5 separate regions of the Mus musculus genome follow, and all the other regions are linked to region 3. Evidence: chromatin contacts called from public HiChIP or PLAC-seq and promoter capture Hi-C data. All regions are on one chromosome and are shown on one strand. The core of a region is the stretch at or near the end of the contact, and the rest is flanking DNA. Distances in the headings are between cores, read along the strand shown.

The links. Promoter capture Hi-C pulls out the DNA fragments that hold promoters and counts their contacts. HiChIP or PLAC-seq counts read pairs in DNA pulled down with a chosen protein or histone mark.
Region 1: a contact with region 3 is called in a promoter capture Hi-C map of hippocampal neurons, with 8 times the contacts expected there. The contact joins the enhancer-like site here to the promoter of Foxg1 in region 3. A contact is called at or near these places in 2 of 39 promoter capture datasets (both in hippocampal neurons), 2 of 484 Hi-C or Micro-C datasets (both in cortical neurons), 8 of 115 datasets of contacts at active chromatin or transcription factors (craniofacial prominence, embryonic basal ganglia, embryonic forebrain and 5 more) and 1 of 9 other capture datasets (adipose tissue).
Region 2: an H3K4me3 HiChIP or PLAC-seq map of stem cell-derived neural progenitor cells shows a contact between it and region 3, with 21 read pairs. The contact joins the enhancer-like site here to the promoter of Foxg1 in region 3. A contact is called at or near these places in 3 of 39 promoter capture datasets (embryonic stem cells and frontonasal cranial neural crest), 1 of 15 datasets of contacts at CTCF or cohesin (the NIH/3T3 cell line), 8 of 115 datasets of contacts at active chromatin or transcription factors (embryonic basal ganglia, embryonic forebrain, embryonic hindbrain and 5 more) and 2 of 9 other capture datasets (liver and pancreatic islet).
Region 4: a contact with region 3 is called in an H3K4me3 HiChIP or PLAC-seq map of forebrain, with 5 times the contacts expected there. The contact joins the enhancer-like site here to the promoter of Foxg1 in region 3. A contact is called at or near these places in 3 of 39 promoter capture datasets (embryonic stem cells, frontonasal cranial neural crest and hippocampal neurons), 6 of 115 datasets of contacts at active chromatin or transcription factors (astrocytes, embryonic basal ganglia, embryonic forebrain and 3 more) and 2 of 9 other capture datasets (adipose tissue and pancreatic islet).
Region 5: a FOXA1 HiChIP or PLAC-seq map of pancreatic cancer cells shows a contact between it and region 3. The contact joins the enhancer-like site here to the promoter of Foxg1 in region 3. A contact is called at or near these places in 5 of 39 promoter capture datasets (the 3T3-L1 cell line, embryonic stem cells, liver and 1 more) and 7 of 115 datasets of contacts at active chromatin or transcription factors (the NIH/3T3 cell line, SST interneurons, embryonic basal ganglia and 4 more).

What each region holds. Positions count from the first base shown.
Region 1 is chr12:50,080,008-50,082,707 of GRCm38.p6, reverse strand. All of the region lies in intron 2 of Gm40419 (a long non-coding RNA gene), which reads left to right. Among named protein-coding and RNA genes, the nearest start is that of Gm40418, 39 kb to the left of the region's middle. Within about 2 kb of position 1,372, at least 14 of the 459 cell types and tissues checked have an H3K27ac peak or open chromatin away from gene starts, as enhancers often do. A contact at or near this core is called in cortical neurons, embryonic forebrain, forebrain and 1 more, where this site is marked.
Region 2 is chr12:50,332,133-50,334,994 of GRCm38.p6, reverse strand. No RefSeq gene overlaps it. Among named protein-coding and RNA genes, the nearest start is that of Gm34523, 110 kb to the right of the region's middle. Within about 2 kb of position 1,599, at least 8 of the 459 cell types and tissues checked have an H3K27ac peak or open chromatin away from gene starts, as enhancers often do. A contact at or near this core is called in stem cell-derived neural progenitor cells, where this site is marked.
Region 3 is chr12:49,381,620-49,384,548 of GRCm38.p6, reverse strand. Foxg1 (forkhead box G1) reads right to left here and starts at 1,542. Exons shown (of 2, transcript NM_008241.2): 1 at 1,163-1,542; 2 at 1-248. The coding sequence starts at 63. Gm34304 (predicted gene, 34304) reads left to right here and starts at 2,721. Exons shown (of 2, transcript NR_168648.1): 1 at 2,721-2,732.
Region 4 is chr12:50,351,354-50,354,053 of GRCm38.p6, reverse strand. The region is part of intron 17 of Prkd1 (protein kinase D1); the gene reads left to right. Among named protein-coding and RNA genes, the nearest start is that of Gm34523, 130 kb to the right of the region's middle. Within about 2 kb of position 1,448, at least 36 of the 459 cell types and tissues checked have an H3K27ac peak or open chromatin away from gene starts, as enhancers often do. A contact at or near this core is called in forebrain and hippocampal neurons, where this site is marked.
Region 5 is chr12:50,037,941-50,040,772 of GRCm38.p6, reverse strand. The region is part of intron 2 of Gm40419 (a long non-coding RNA gene); the gene reads left to right. Among named protein-coding and RNA genes, the nearest start is that of Gm40418, 81 kb to the left of the region's middle. Within about 2 kb of position 1,567, at least 27 of the 459 cell types and tissues checked have an H3K27ac peak or open chromatin away from gene starts, as enhancers often do. A contact at or near this core is called in pancreatic cancer cells, where this site is marked.

The DNA.
Region 1 (2,700 bases), core at 123-2,622, 700 kb before region 3:
CCGGAGAGTAACATATCTCATCGGTACTTACTCTGTGTTAGGAGCTAATATGCGTTCACATGGCTCTTCTGTTTGCAATTTCCTAACGCATCAAATAGCAATCATACACAAACTAATGTAGACTGAAGATAAAAGACTTTCTAGAAGATCATAAAATTTGATATTTCAAATGTTTGGAAAGATTATCAGCCTGTATATGATTCTCTGATTTTTTGGAAAAAGGGGCTCAGATGGTAACTTTGCTTAGGCAAAAAGCCCATTATTGGATGCGCTATAATGTATTTTCAAGCTAGAGGCACTTTAAGTATATTAATATAATTGTTCAGAACCATATAATTATGAAAAATGATTAATGTTAAATTTATCACTCAATATGCTTATTTGCTCCCAAAAAGACAGCAATTGATTCAAATTACTCTGGCTGAATCCAAAAATAGTTTATCAGAGTTACTGAAAAAAAAAAGCCAAAAGTATTTTTTAGAATATGTCATAATGTAGTCACATTTACTAGATATTGTGAAAATAGTGCAATGTATATAGATTTTTAACTATATTACTATGAATATCTCCCAAGAATTATTAAAATTCGAACACTAACGAATTGCCCAATCAAAATCAGTTTTACAAAAATCACCTTACGTTATTAACAATGAAGCTGTTTACTTGTAGACAGTGATGAATTTTCAGTATAAAATTCAAAACAGTAAGGAAAAATTCATATGGGGACAATACCAGCTCCATAAATTCTAAATAGATATAATTTAGTGTAGGCACTAGAAAGTTAATATGTTCTCCAAAGATTTCTTTAATTTAGTTGTTGCTAATTTATTCACACTAATACAGAAAAAATTCTGCAAAATTTTTCATAACAAAAAAACTGTGCATATCCCTGTGTTTTAGCTGGCATGTGGCTCTACACAGATGGTTTGGGGCTTTCTTTGCTGCAAAACAGATGGGCCTGCACTGTCCCTTACCAATCAAAAGAGAACTTGAAAATATAGGAATATCTTTACCTACATTGCATCCTTTAATTCAAGAAATTAAAATGTTTCAGAGTATAAATAACTGCCTATGAAAAAATAATTTTTGAAATGAGATGTCATATGTCGAAATTATAACCTAGTTCATGTTTAATGCAAAAATACTAAAGTTGGGCTGGTGCTTGATGCTGTTTTAACATACAACTATTAACTTAAGAAATTTACAACTGCGGAATTACTGTTGTCATGTGTTCACCTTGCCTGAAAAACACTGCTGTTTTAAAACTTTAACTGCAGTTAAACATATTTCAATTCAAAGTGATCATTCCAGGCAGCAGCATCCATGGAACCGAGTTAGCAAACACATATGAGCGGAGTGCGTTCGTAACTGACGCGCTTTTTTTACAACCAAGCGAGAAGGTAGCACCGCTCTCAGAGTCAGCAGGAACACTCTGTTTATTACTTCAGTTATTCACAACAGAAAACAAGTCACTTTGCACAGTGTATCAAAATCACAGCCTGCCTCAAAGCTTTCTGTTCAAACATAAATGTTGATACTCAGGGCTATTATCTGTGCTCTCTTTGTTCTGTCTATTTTACTAAGTAACAAGGACAATGCTCTCATTTCACCTTCCCATTAAAGAAAGATATGGTCTAGGAGATTAGAATACGTGGCTGGTCACACAGGACAAAGACCTTTTTCTTCTTTTTCTCTGATACCCAAAGAAAGCTGCCAGATTGTGATATTTTTATATTTTGTAAATATGCATCCTAACAAGTACATTTTCTATAGTGGTATAATGATGGGCTGTTTCTATAGGGTGATAGTTTTTCTATGGCATTGCTCACAAAAGACAGTTGAATGGTTTTTCCCAGGATAATTGGTTTTCAGAGTACTAGATACCCTGTATTTTACTTATGTTCAAATAATGCATTTTTATATTGGAAAAATTTTCCAGGAAAGCAAAAATGACGGGTATCTAATGTTAAACCATAAAAATATATAGCTCTCTATATGCACATCTACATGCATATTTATGCATACATCAATTTACATATATTAACAGCCATATATAAATTTGTATAGCTCTTACTATAATTTGTTATCTATAGGATATATCTGATTTTGGATTATATAAAGATACTTCTCTACATACAAGCAATGTATTTTTAATTGGTTTCTTTTTAATGATCTGATTTTGAAAATCAATTGAGAATTTCTTTTGTCTGTAATGAAAAATAACAGCTCTGCTTGTTTTTTTTTTTTTTAATTACATCAAAACCAGTCTCTCACAGATCTATGATGAAAGGGCTACCAGGCTAGGAAATGTGAATAAAACTGTAAAATAAATAAAGTTAAAAAAAAAAAGCTATTCCCAAACACTTTGAAATATTCTGACAGCATCTACACAAGCAAACAATTGATACGGTAATTTAAATCATTTTATTCACTTATACTTTGTTTAATTTAATATTTTGGGATTTTTATAAACTTTTTTCTTTAGAAATTCTTCTTTGCTGCCTTAACTCCCAATATAGTCAAGGCTAGCTGACCTCAGACTCCTGATTTTCATGTCTCTACTTTCTGGGTGACTGGATTTAAAAATTGTGTCAGTAGGCTTGGATCTTTATTAATTTTTTGTAAGTTAATCTCTAAATTTGTTTTTTAACCTGAACCCAAGTTGAATTATTACAGTTAAACTAATAACATAATCTAACC
Region 2 (2,862 bases), core at 350-2,849, 950 kb before region 3:
CATATGTGTTTGCAGATATGATCCTTTATGCCAGTGCCTAAGAAGGCCAGCTATTGACATCAGGTATCTTTCTTTCACTCTCTGTCATATTTTTGAGACAAGGTCTGTCAGTGTGTCTGGAAATCATGCTTTTGATTATAGTGGCTGGCCAGTAGCCTCCAGAGTTGTGCTAATCTCTGCCACCAGTTCTGGGGTTACACATGCAGGCAATACTTACCCAGGCTTTGTGTGGGTGCTGGATACTCAAACAGGAGTCTGCATACTTGTACAGTTACCCACTCAAACATCTCTTCAGACCCTCAGGTATCTTAATTTTCTACAACACTTTTTTATGTTTCTTTCCTTTAATTTCTACGTTTACAACTCATAGAATAAAATTCTCAATTTTGGATCATCAGCAACTATCTTCTCTCAAAACTTTCAATGCTTTCCAGTATAAAACTGATGGATTTCTCTTAGAGTGGAAGTGAAAACCGCAAATGATATAGAAAAAGCCCTGGTATCCATGGAAGTCCTATAATCCTACATGGGTTACAAAAGATTAAACGGAATAATTCATATAAAACTCTCACAGTCTAGTGGCCCAGGGAATTAATGAAGCTTTCAAGAGTGGCATTTATTGTTAGTCATTCAACAAGTATTTTTCATGACCTTCAATGTACTGGTACACAGAAGTTGAAAAGACCCATATTCCTCTAAATCTTTACTCCTCCAATGCGATTCCTCTGTCTACTTTTATGGAGTACCAGGAAGGAAATGAACTTTGAGACTCACAGTCACAGGTTTTCTAACATCAAGCTTTACTGAATGAACTTAGGTAAATTCCTATAAACAATATTACTCTCACATAGCTTAGTGAGCATAAACAACTAGAGAAGTTGACTGCCATAACTTCTTCCTATTGTGGAGTTCAGGAGAGGATATCTGGTCTACCAGAGCTGGCGTTACAGGTAGTTTTTAGCCACCAAACTTTAATGGTAGGAGCCAAACTCTGATCCTCTTCAAGAGCAGCATACATGCTTTTAACTGCTTGATCCATCTCTCTGCCACAGGATATGATGGTTTTATTCATCTCAACATTTGAAAAAGGCAAGATAGCTGGATCATGTGGTCAACTGTCTACATTTTCTAATTCTCAGAAATAATGCTGTTGAGAAATAACAAAAAAAGAAAAAAATGTACTCTTCTGTGGTTCTCTTTTGTGTCCTGCGTTATATCCAGGAGGTTAGTTATAGGTAATTTCTTTAAATGACTATGAAGAGCCAGCCCTACTGATTAAATAATATGTTGGAGCAAGACACACACAGCATTCAAGAAATAAAAGAACCATTGTATCTCATGTTGTTTTTGAAAATATTCTTTTGGAGTTATGGAGACTGGTTTGTTCTGAAAAATTAGTTTGAATTTCACTTAAGAAATGTAGTCTAAATGACCTCAGTTTTCAAAGAAATTCAAATGGATTTTCTCCTCTTAATTTTGTTCTCACACTAGAAAATGTCTTGCATTGTCAGCTGACTCCTGAGTTACCACTGAGTGTCTCCCATGCGTGAAAGGCCCTCTGGATGCTTTCCAGGAGTTTTGTCCCACTTCGTGTTGAATCAGAGGCATAGGAGGACACATTTGCATAATAATATAGAAAGAAGAATGAACTTGATGTGAACAGAGTAAAAGGTCCCGAGGAAGTCACATCAGTGGATAGATAGAGAAACTCACGTAGTCTGGGCTATATTGAGCTTGATTATCTATGACTTCAAAGACCAGGACAATGTCACACTCTGCCATAAAATGAGTAGTGGCAGTTATTTTACAATGGGAATATTCTAATCATTTATTTTGTATTTGGTAAAGGAAAAAAATTAAATTTTTGATTGGATTCAAGAATTGAAAACTACCTTTAAGTTAATGTTCACAGAGAGATAAAATGTCTTCTAAGAAGGTCAGGGTCTATATTTAGCTGGAGATACCTTCAATACTTCAATACTTCAAAAAGTGTATTCTTTTATGATCAGCATGAATTTCTCCCTCCTATCTGGGTCTTTCCCTTCAGACTTACAACTAAGCTAGGAACATCTCAGAGGACATACAGTCTGGAACTGTGCTCCACAGAAAAACTGCAAAGTAAGCTACATGGACTTCATAAGATTGTAGCTTGTGTACACACAGAAACAATCATTAGAATAATTATCTTTCGACAGACCAATATTTCAAATCCTAATTACAAATTTTAGCCTCATTAGCACATTGTTTCATTTTATAACTTGGCTACCACATTTTATTGTTACAATTCATTAAAAATAAAATGAAAAATGAAGACAATCATAAACTTCATAGCAAAAGCAAAAAATAGCTGCCTAATTAATAACAATGCTTTATATTCACATAGCAGCTTCCCTTTAAGGCATTCAAAACATTTCACAACCATTCTCTCATTAATCTTATGGAGACTGCTATACAAATAGTTTCTTAGATCTCTTGGCTAAGGAAATTGATACACTAAATAGCTTGTTTCTAAGTGTTTTATCTTGATGAGAAAATGAAGTAAGCTATTAATACACATCTGTTACAATCTTTAAGCTAAGGTACCAAAAAGTCTGCTGTACATGTCTGTAAATTGTAAAATGTGCAGTTCAACACCACGCATAAAAGCCTCGGTCACTCTAAAGCCCTTCCTCGTCCTCTTTGTCCTCTTAAAATAATGCCTTTGAAGAACATCTATGTTGCTGACTGGATCAGTACTTCATTTTTGCGCGCGCCCAACTGGCCAGGAAGAACGACGCTGCAACAGGACCCTTCTGCAAACGTTTATTCAGTCCTGTTTCTTCTTGTTTATATCTCCCTTGTTTATATCTCCCTTGTTTATCT
Region 3 (2,929 bases), core at 293-2,792:
GTTGATGCTGAACGAGGACTTGGGAATCATTTTCACCTCTTTCCTATCTCCCATGTCCAGCATCACCCAGGCGTCGGGGGGCGGCGGCGGCGGCGGCGGCGGCACGGGAGCCGGGCAGCAGCGCGGCGGGCGACCAGCGGGTTCGGAGTGGGGCGCGGGGGGAGCGGGCAGCGGAGGCGGCACTGAGCGCTCCGGCAGCAGCGCAGTTGGACCGCAGGCTCCGGCGCTGGCAAGGCATGTAGCAAAAGCTGCAACCACCCCTCAAGAATTAGAGAGAGAAAGAGAGAGGGAGAGAGAGAGAGAGAGGGAGAGGAGATAGAGAGAGAGAGAGAGAGAGAGAGAGAGAGAGAGAGAGAGAGAGAGAGAGAGAGAGAGGGAGGCTAGAGGCAGAAGCAACCCGTCGCCCGGGGTGCAGCGCCCCGCTCCGTTCCGCGCCCGGCCTCCCCCTCCCCCGCTGCCTCCTCCTCCTCGCGCCGCAGCAGTCACAGCAGCAGCAGCGGCAGCCCGAAGGGGGGGAGAGCCGGGCGGCGGGCGGGCGCGTCCCGGAGCGGCCGCAGCGAGGCTAGGAGACAGCGATCGAGGCAGCTATAGCCACAATTAATTTTCCGAGCTACAGGCGCACACTAGGGCTGTAAAAAAATTTTTGGTTTAACCTTTCCTACTGCCGAACCAATCAGTGCCGCCGGCGTGCAGGAGCGTCTGGCTAGCCGTCGACCAATCGGGGGCCCAGGGCCCGCCCATCCCCGCCCCGCCCCGGCCCCGCCCCCCGCTCACCGCCCCCTCCGGGTGGCGGGGCCCAGGCCTGGAGCCGCGGGGACCGGCGGGAGATCGCCCACCCGGCCAGGATTAGCGTGGGGCGTGCGCCCCGGGCCGCGGCCGCTCGACTGTGGCCTCCTCCCTGTATGGGATTATTTTCCTTTGCGCGTCAATATTTATCCTTATTGATTAAAGTTTGTATCCAATTTTGTCTGGAAGAGCGGGGCGGGGGGCGCGGCGGAGGGGCGAGCTGCGAGGGTGCGGGAGAGGGCGTGAACCCTGGGGACGCGGCGGCCCCGGCAGCGCCCTGGGAGCGAGCGGGCCAGCAAGCTCCGGAGAGCCGGGCATCGGGGGAACGGGGCCTGGAAGGTGGGGCGGGGGCGGCCACGGCCAGGCCGGTACTTACAGCTTCCTGCGGCCCGCGGCGAGCTCGGCTGTGAAGCTGGGCTGAGGGCGGCGAGCGGGGGCGGCTGAGCGGTGGGTGCGTTCTGTGGAGGCCTTCCACGCACGCGGGCGGGCGGGCGGAGAGCTGCCCCGGGCGAGCACAGACCCAAACAGTCCCGAAATAAAGCAGGTAACACGTGTGTTCTCCCTCCGTCTCGCTTCACTCCCAGAGTCGCGCTCACGCGCGGGTGACCCGGTGGCAGTTGTCTCCTCGGGCACTCCACCTCCTCTTCAGCTTCTAGGCAGTACTGGAAGCCGGTAGCCGCGATCGATCATCCTGGAAATATTTTCATTTTGCTTGACATTGAAGAAAATATGAGTGGGCGTCTACTTCCGTTTTTTTTTTTTTTAAATCCTATGTTTGCTCCTTTTTCCCATTTCACAAATACTTTATCTCTTTAAAACCTCAATCTTGAAACACCAGTAGGGCGAAATCAGCTCTTACCCTTCTTGGATGCTGCTGGAATGCTCTGGGGAGCCCAAGGAAGGTGGATTTGACAGTCCTAGCTTCTGGGGTTTGGGGGATGGTTTGGTGGGGAGGTTGAAACGAGTGGGTAGCTTGTAATTCAAGGCCTTTAAAAAGATCGCGGCCAGGGCCAGGGCCAAGGCCCAGCATTTCCCAGGGATTGGAATTTAGTGCGGAGCACACAGATCACAAATCCTCACTGGCTCAAAGCGCGCCACGTTGTAAGCAGAGGCCGTAGCCAGAGAGGAGAGGGAGGTGGAGACACATAGGTCACGAGTATCTTTCCCCTCCTCTTTAAGGTAAAATACTCTACCCATGCCAGCATTCATTTTGATGAGCTCTTAGCTAAATGATCTCTCAGTCTTGATATAAAAAAAAAAAAGGAAGGAGAAAAAACAGGGCCTATGTGTGGTACTAAAATCTACCAGAAACATGCAATACTCAAAATAATAGGGAGTTATTCTGATGTTCTCACCCCCCAAATTTGAAATGGGGCGCAGAAAGAGGGGAGGGAAAGAGAGGGAAACGCTAGCGAAAATTATCCACAATTACAAATAGCTAGCAAATTTTATATCTATTGGAGTGTTGTAAGAGATCTTTGATTATTTGTCCCCAAATATCCTTCCACTGCTTGGATCTCTTCCTACATATCCGCTGACTTTAAAACAAGCTATGCATGACGGAAAAGGCCAGGGTTCTAGCAATCAGCTTTGCAAAACACATTGGTGCCAAAGGTTGATTTCTAGGCTTGGGGTTTCTCACGGAGCCTGGCGACGTGATGAGCTTTGCCAACCTAGCTAGAGAGATCTGTGAGCCTGGGTTGTCTTGTTCATTTCCCTTCCCACTCTTTTCTCCTCCTCAGGCCCATTTTCCCTGGTGGTTCCTCAATGCGCTTGCCTTCCTTCCTCCTCCCCTCTCCCTTCTTCCCCTTTCACTAACCCACCCCTTCTCCCTCCCTCCTTTCCTCTCCCCTTCACTCCTCCACCTACTCCTCCCCATCCCCCAGCCCCCCTTCTCACCACCGCTTATAATGGCTCCCGGGGCTCCCTCAGAGGTGGACGGCCCGGTACGTTTTCGTAGTCGGTCTAGCGTGAAATGATTCGGTGTAACCGGATTCTTGGGAAAGGACAGGTTACGTAAACATTTACTGATGTGGAGTAACTATACTATTTGTACTCTGATATGCAGGAAGGAAAGTGTTGATTAACACAGAAGAAAAAAAAGCGAAATTAGCTGATTGCATGCTCATAAGTGCAAGCTGTC
Region 4 (2,700 bases), core at 199-2,698, 970 kb before region 3:
CAGAGGAACAGCTGTTGTAAACCAACTTGGGCTACATAGTAAAACTATTCAATAGTGGTAGTGATGATGATGATGATGACAACAATGATGATTGATAGTCTGAAGCCAGCTCCATCTTATTTTAAGTAAATTTAGTTTGGCATAAGATTTGATTTGGGAACAATTAGTAGAATCATAATGAGTAACTGTGAGTTTTGAGGCTTTGACTCATGCTTATAAAGGTTTTTCCCATTCATTTATTTATCATTTTACATCCTGATCACTGCCCTCTCCTCCCTGTCCTCCCTCACACAGTTCCTCCCCCCACGCTCCCTACCCTTCTCTAACCCATATTTCCCAATTCTTCAATTAGAAGAGGGTAGAGGATTGAAGTATCCAAATAGTTTAATTTAGCAATAAAACGTTTTCTTACCAGGATCACCCATTGCTCTAGACTGTAGCCATTTGGGGAATTATTTGTGTAATCCAACTTATTTACTATTACTATCATCATTTTCTGCACAGTTAATTAGCCTGGAAGCGCCTCCCTACCCCCACCCCCACCAAGTCTTAATTCTAAAATACTGAACCAAGATATGGTTCAGAATAGATCCTTAATGTTTTTCTTTGCATTTATATCCATTTATTCAATGGCCCATGGCACCATAGTAACCTAGCTATTAACCAATTTCAATGATCTTGTACCTTCAACCTTTTGCAACACAAAATCTGTCCTAAAAGCCACCAATCCCAGAACTGGCAGCGATCCAGGGACAGATACACACCATCACCTTCCACCTAAACCTGTAAACCAGAATCCTCTGTTTAAATCTCAAACTTCTAGTGAAATATATGTGAAAGCCTACAAAGATGTTTAGTAGCCAAGTACAAGCCCTGAGCATAATAGAAATGCCCAAAGCACTTCTAAAAACTTCCAGAACCTTCCTGGAGACTCCTTACCTAAAGACTTTTACCTTTCTTTGTGTTAAGCACTCATTTTTTTTTTTTTTTAAGAAACAAAACTTTCTTAAAAGGATGTTAGCATGGAATGGAAATAGAAAACACTCTATGACAGGAATGTATTTTTGTTGCTACCTTAAATCTCGAGTCAGGCAGGCACGGGTGTGATAACCTCTGTATGCTTGTGTTGAAACAATTCATGGTTTCCAAGATCATGTTGCCGATCTTCAGCAGAAAATGCGACCAAATGTGAAGCAGAGAGTAGCCATTGATGGAATACTTTCTATAGAGGAAAGAACTAAGAGCACCGAAGCCATCAGCTCGAGTCTCTAAAGGTCTTACACTTCATTGGATTCCGGTAATTGACTCAGGAACGAGTGAGATGATGATTTCCAGTGGCCTTGTTAGCTGTTGGCAGCTTCTGGTTGCAGCCCCTGTGAGGAGCGTCCCAGTTAGTGTTGCTGGGCAACGGCATGCTGCGTTGAGAGCTGGAATGTGAAGGGTTGCAAAACGATTTTTAAAATAAACACACAAGTTCCCATCAGCGTGAAGCCAAGCATAGGGAGAGGAGTAGTAAGCACTGCACTTCAGCAGTCAGAGGTAGAACTGGAAGGGTGTATACCACTGCCTCGAAGAGGAAAGCCTAGAGGGCTGGTGATGGCTCCATCAAATCGGCATCCCTCTGAACATTCAACCTGCATCGTGTGGGATGGAGAAATGTGAGGAGAGAAAGCATAAAAGAAAAATGTGATATGTCTGACCAAAACGATGAATGTGGGGCTGGGGTTGGGGGGTCATAAGTCCTTTCTCTGCTATAAATTAAATACTCTATATTGTAAATATCCTTCTGATTTTCCGACAGTAGTCAGTGTTGAGCCCGTGATCCATTATATCCTACCCAGATGTGGTGCCCCATCATCCAAATATATTACAACTAAAACAGATAGACCACATGCATAAAATATGGGCGTTAAAACTTAGAGCTGAGAAAGATACTATTTAAATTTCTGGTTGATGCCACCAAATGGAACCTCAAAGTTCCAATCCATCTTTTATTTTAGAGACTCATCAAGTTTACTAAAAAACTTCGTCTGGCCTCAACAGAGCTAAAATCTAATGGAGAGAGTAGGAAGAACCTACCACACATACTGAACTGATCAATGGACTTGATCAAAGATGAAGATAGGATTTGCTGGGACAGGTGAACTGTGGGCCCTAAGTGTTAGCTCTGCAGAAGGGTCAGTGACAGCATCTTTCCAGGGTTTCCTCCATGCTTTGCATGCTTTCAGTTTTTTCCATAGCAGGGCTCATGTATCTTGTACACTTAGGGGTTGCTATCCAAGTACTTGACTTTTAGTTTGAAATCCAGAATGACTGCAGTATAGTTTGTAGTTTCAAGGATAATTCAGGGCATTGATGCCAGAGGAAAATAGAATCAAAATACTTTTACTGATGGAGCACTTATTTGTCTGAATAAACTTAAAGCCCTCAGCATCTGCATACATCCTAGAATTCCTTCTTCCGCGGATACCCTTGTGCACCTAGCCATGAGCTCCATGGAGTGTTAGCTGTCCTAAGACTTTCCAAAGGACCCACTCCATTTAAAAATGAGTGTGCAGTAAAATGTTGCAGATACTTTAATCTTTTGTTTAATAGAATAATAAGAAAACTTCTGGGCAAAAAGTTATAAGCCAATAACTTAAACCAAACCCCCCCCCAAAAAGAAAAAGGTAAAACATAGATTTAAAAACTGTATTTCTT
Region 5 (2,832 bases), core at 318-2,817, 660 kb before region 3:
AGTCCATATACTTCAATTTGTGGGTACCAAACTCCCAATTTTATTAGGAACCAACAACTTGCTGGGCTTAGAATCAGATTTTTAAGTTAAGAAAGCTGAGAAAACAGATGACCAGGAAGAGATTGTCGCGTCTGCTCTCGACCAGCAAGAACGACACGACCAACAAGAACGACACGACCACCAGTCCTTCTAATAGCAGTTTATTCAGCAAACTTCAGTCTTCATCTCTCTTGCTTCAACTTTATCTCTCTTCATCTTTCTCACCATCTATCTCCCCCGAACCCGGGGCCTCTCACTCTTACATACTCTCAGTCCCCATCCACTCACAGCAGGCCACATCACCTCATCAGGCACGCAGCTTCAGCCAAACAGGGCGGCAGGGGCGTGTCTCCACCAAATATGGACTTATTTAAACTGCCAGCATCATGGTGCACCTGTGCAGCTCTCATGATGGTCATGGCTTATTTTCAGGTGGATGAGGAAGTCAGGTGCAAGTCAATAACACTTAGCTGCAGTCCCGGGCGCCAACTTGGGACTGCTGCCACACCCGCTCCTCACAAGAGATGAGTTTGGTGTGTCTCTAAGCTTGTAAAAACACATGCTTCTACACATCCTGTACTGGGAACACCTTTGGCATTCTATGATTTCCAATTAGCATACATGTAAAAGTAACTTTTATTCCTCTGATGACATGGTAAGATGAGAGCTGTGTCCAAACTGTGAACCCAAACTGTGTGAATACACAACTAGGGCTGAACCCAATTTTTTTTCTTCACAATGGTAGGAAAGTGCTTTATTTTTTTTAATTTAACAATTTTTATTAGATATTGTCTTCATTTACATCTCAAATGCTATCCCCAAAGTCCCCTATAGCCTCCCCTGCCCTGCTCCCCAACCCACCCACTCCTGCTTCCTGGCCCTGGCATTCCCTGTACTAGAGCATATAATCTTTGCAAGACCAAGGACCTCTCCTCCAAAAGATGGCCAACTAGGTCATCTTCTGCTACATATGCATCTAGAGACATGAGCTCTCTGGGTACTGGTTAGTTCATACTGTTGTTCCTCCCATAGGGTTGCAGAGCCCTTCAGCTCTTTGGGTACTTTCTCTAGCTCCTACGTTGGGGGCCCTGTGTTCCATCCAATAGATGACTGTGAGCATCCATAAGGCTTGGCTTTATTGTCTCTATACAATCTAATCTTCCAATCATACTAATTAAATCTGGCTGCTCTTGGCTTTTGACTAAATTGTTCTTTTTGTTTTCAAATTAACTCTGTCAATCTATTCTTTTGTTTATTTTTTCCAGACATTGCTTCTCTGTATAGTCCTGGCTGTCCTGGAACACAATCTGTAGACCAGGCTGGCCTTGAACTCAGAAATCTACCTGCCTCTGCCTCCCAAGTGCTGGGATAAAAGGCATGCGCCACCACTGCCTAGCTTGTCAATCTGTTCTAATCTTCTGGTTTCTTTTAATTATCTGGCTTCAACTCTCTCTGCAGGCATGCACGGAACTGCATGAACTCATGAAGGAACTCAGATCTACTGTACTGTACTCAATGTACTGATTCTCACTGCAGTGACTCACTCCAGGCTCATAAGTCACTTTTCTTTCCTGTCCTGTTCACACAAGAGGGGGAGTATTCTATCTCTGACTCATTCTGTCAAGTTTTTCTGATTCATCACTTTGTCTGCCCCTTAATTAGAAGTCACTTTCAAACAAGAGTACTTCCTTCTACAAACTAACCCTACCGACATTGTTTGGTATTAATGGTGTGTGCTAAGGGAGTGTCTATCCAGTCATAGGGATTAGAGATGAGTCCTCTACACATATACTTTCTACAGGCTTGCTTTCAGAAAGGGCTAGCTAAAATTCTCACCACAACATCATTACTTTAGTTTGGTTGGGTTTTGTTATAAACTATTTGACAGTACTATAGAATTTTTTTATTACATATTTTCCTCAATTACATTCCCAATGCTATCCCAAAAGTCCCCCATATCCTCCCCCCCCCACTTCCCTACCCACTCACTCCCATTTTTTTTGGCCCTGGCTTTCCCCTGTACTGGGGCATATACAGTTTGCATGTCCAATGGGCCTCTCTTTCCAGTGATGGCTGACTAGGCCATCTTTTGATACATATGCAGCTAGAGTCAAGAGCTCCGGGGTACTGCTTAGTTCATAATGTTGTTCTACCTATAGGGTTGCAGAACCCTTTAGCTCCTTGGGTTCTCTAGCTCCTCCATTGGGAGCCCTGTGATCCATCCAATAGCTGACTGTGAGCATCCACTTCTGTGTTTGCTAGGCCCCAGCATAGTCTCACAAGAGACAGCTACATCTGGGTCCTTTCGATAAAATCTTGCTAGTGTATGCAATGGTGTCAGCGTTTGGAAGCTGATTATGGGGTGGATCCCTGGATATGGCAGTCTCTAGATGGTCCATCCTTTCGTCTCAGCTCCAAACTTTGTCTCTGTAACTCCTTCCATGGGTGCTTTGTTCCCAATTCTAAGGAGGGGCATAGTGTCCACACTTTAGTCTTCATTCTTCTTGAGTTTCATACATATGGTAATTTAATAGTAACAAAAGTATTCTTACATTTGCAAATGTAAACACATCAGTAAACTTTGAGCTTAGGCATGATACATTTCACTGGTTAGATAATGGACATTAAGATCATGTTGTCATCTCTAAAAGAATTAGCATCAGGGAGGTTGTCAGCACAGACAATGTGGAAAAATTAGAAATGGACAAAATCTACAGATCCACACTTATAGAGTCAGCCTCTGTGAGGCTCTTTTGATCCTTGGTTTCATGTTTTAAACCTTCAAATATAATT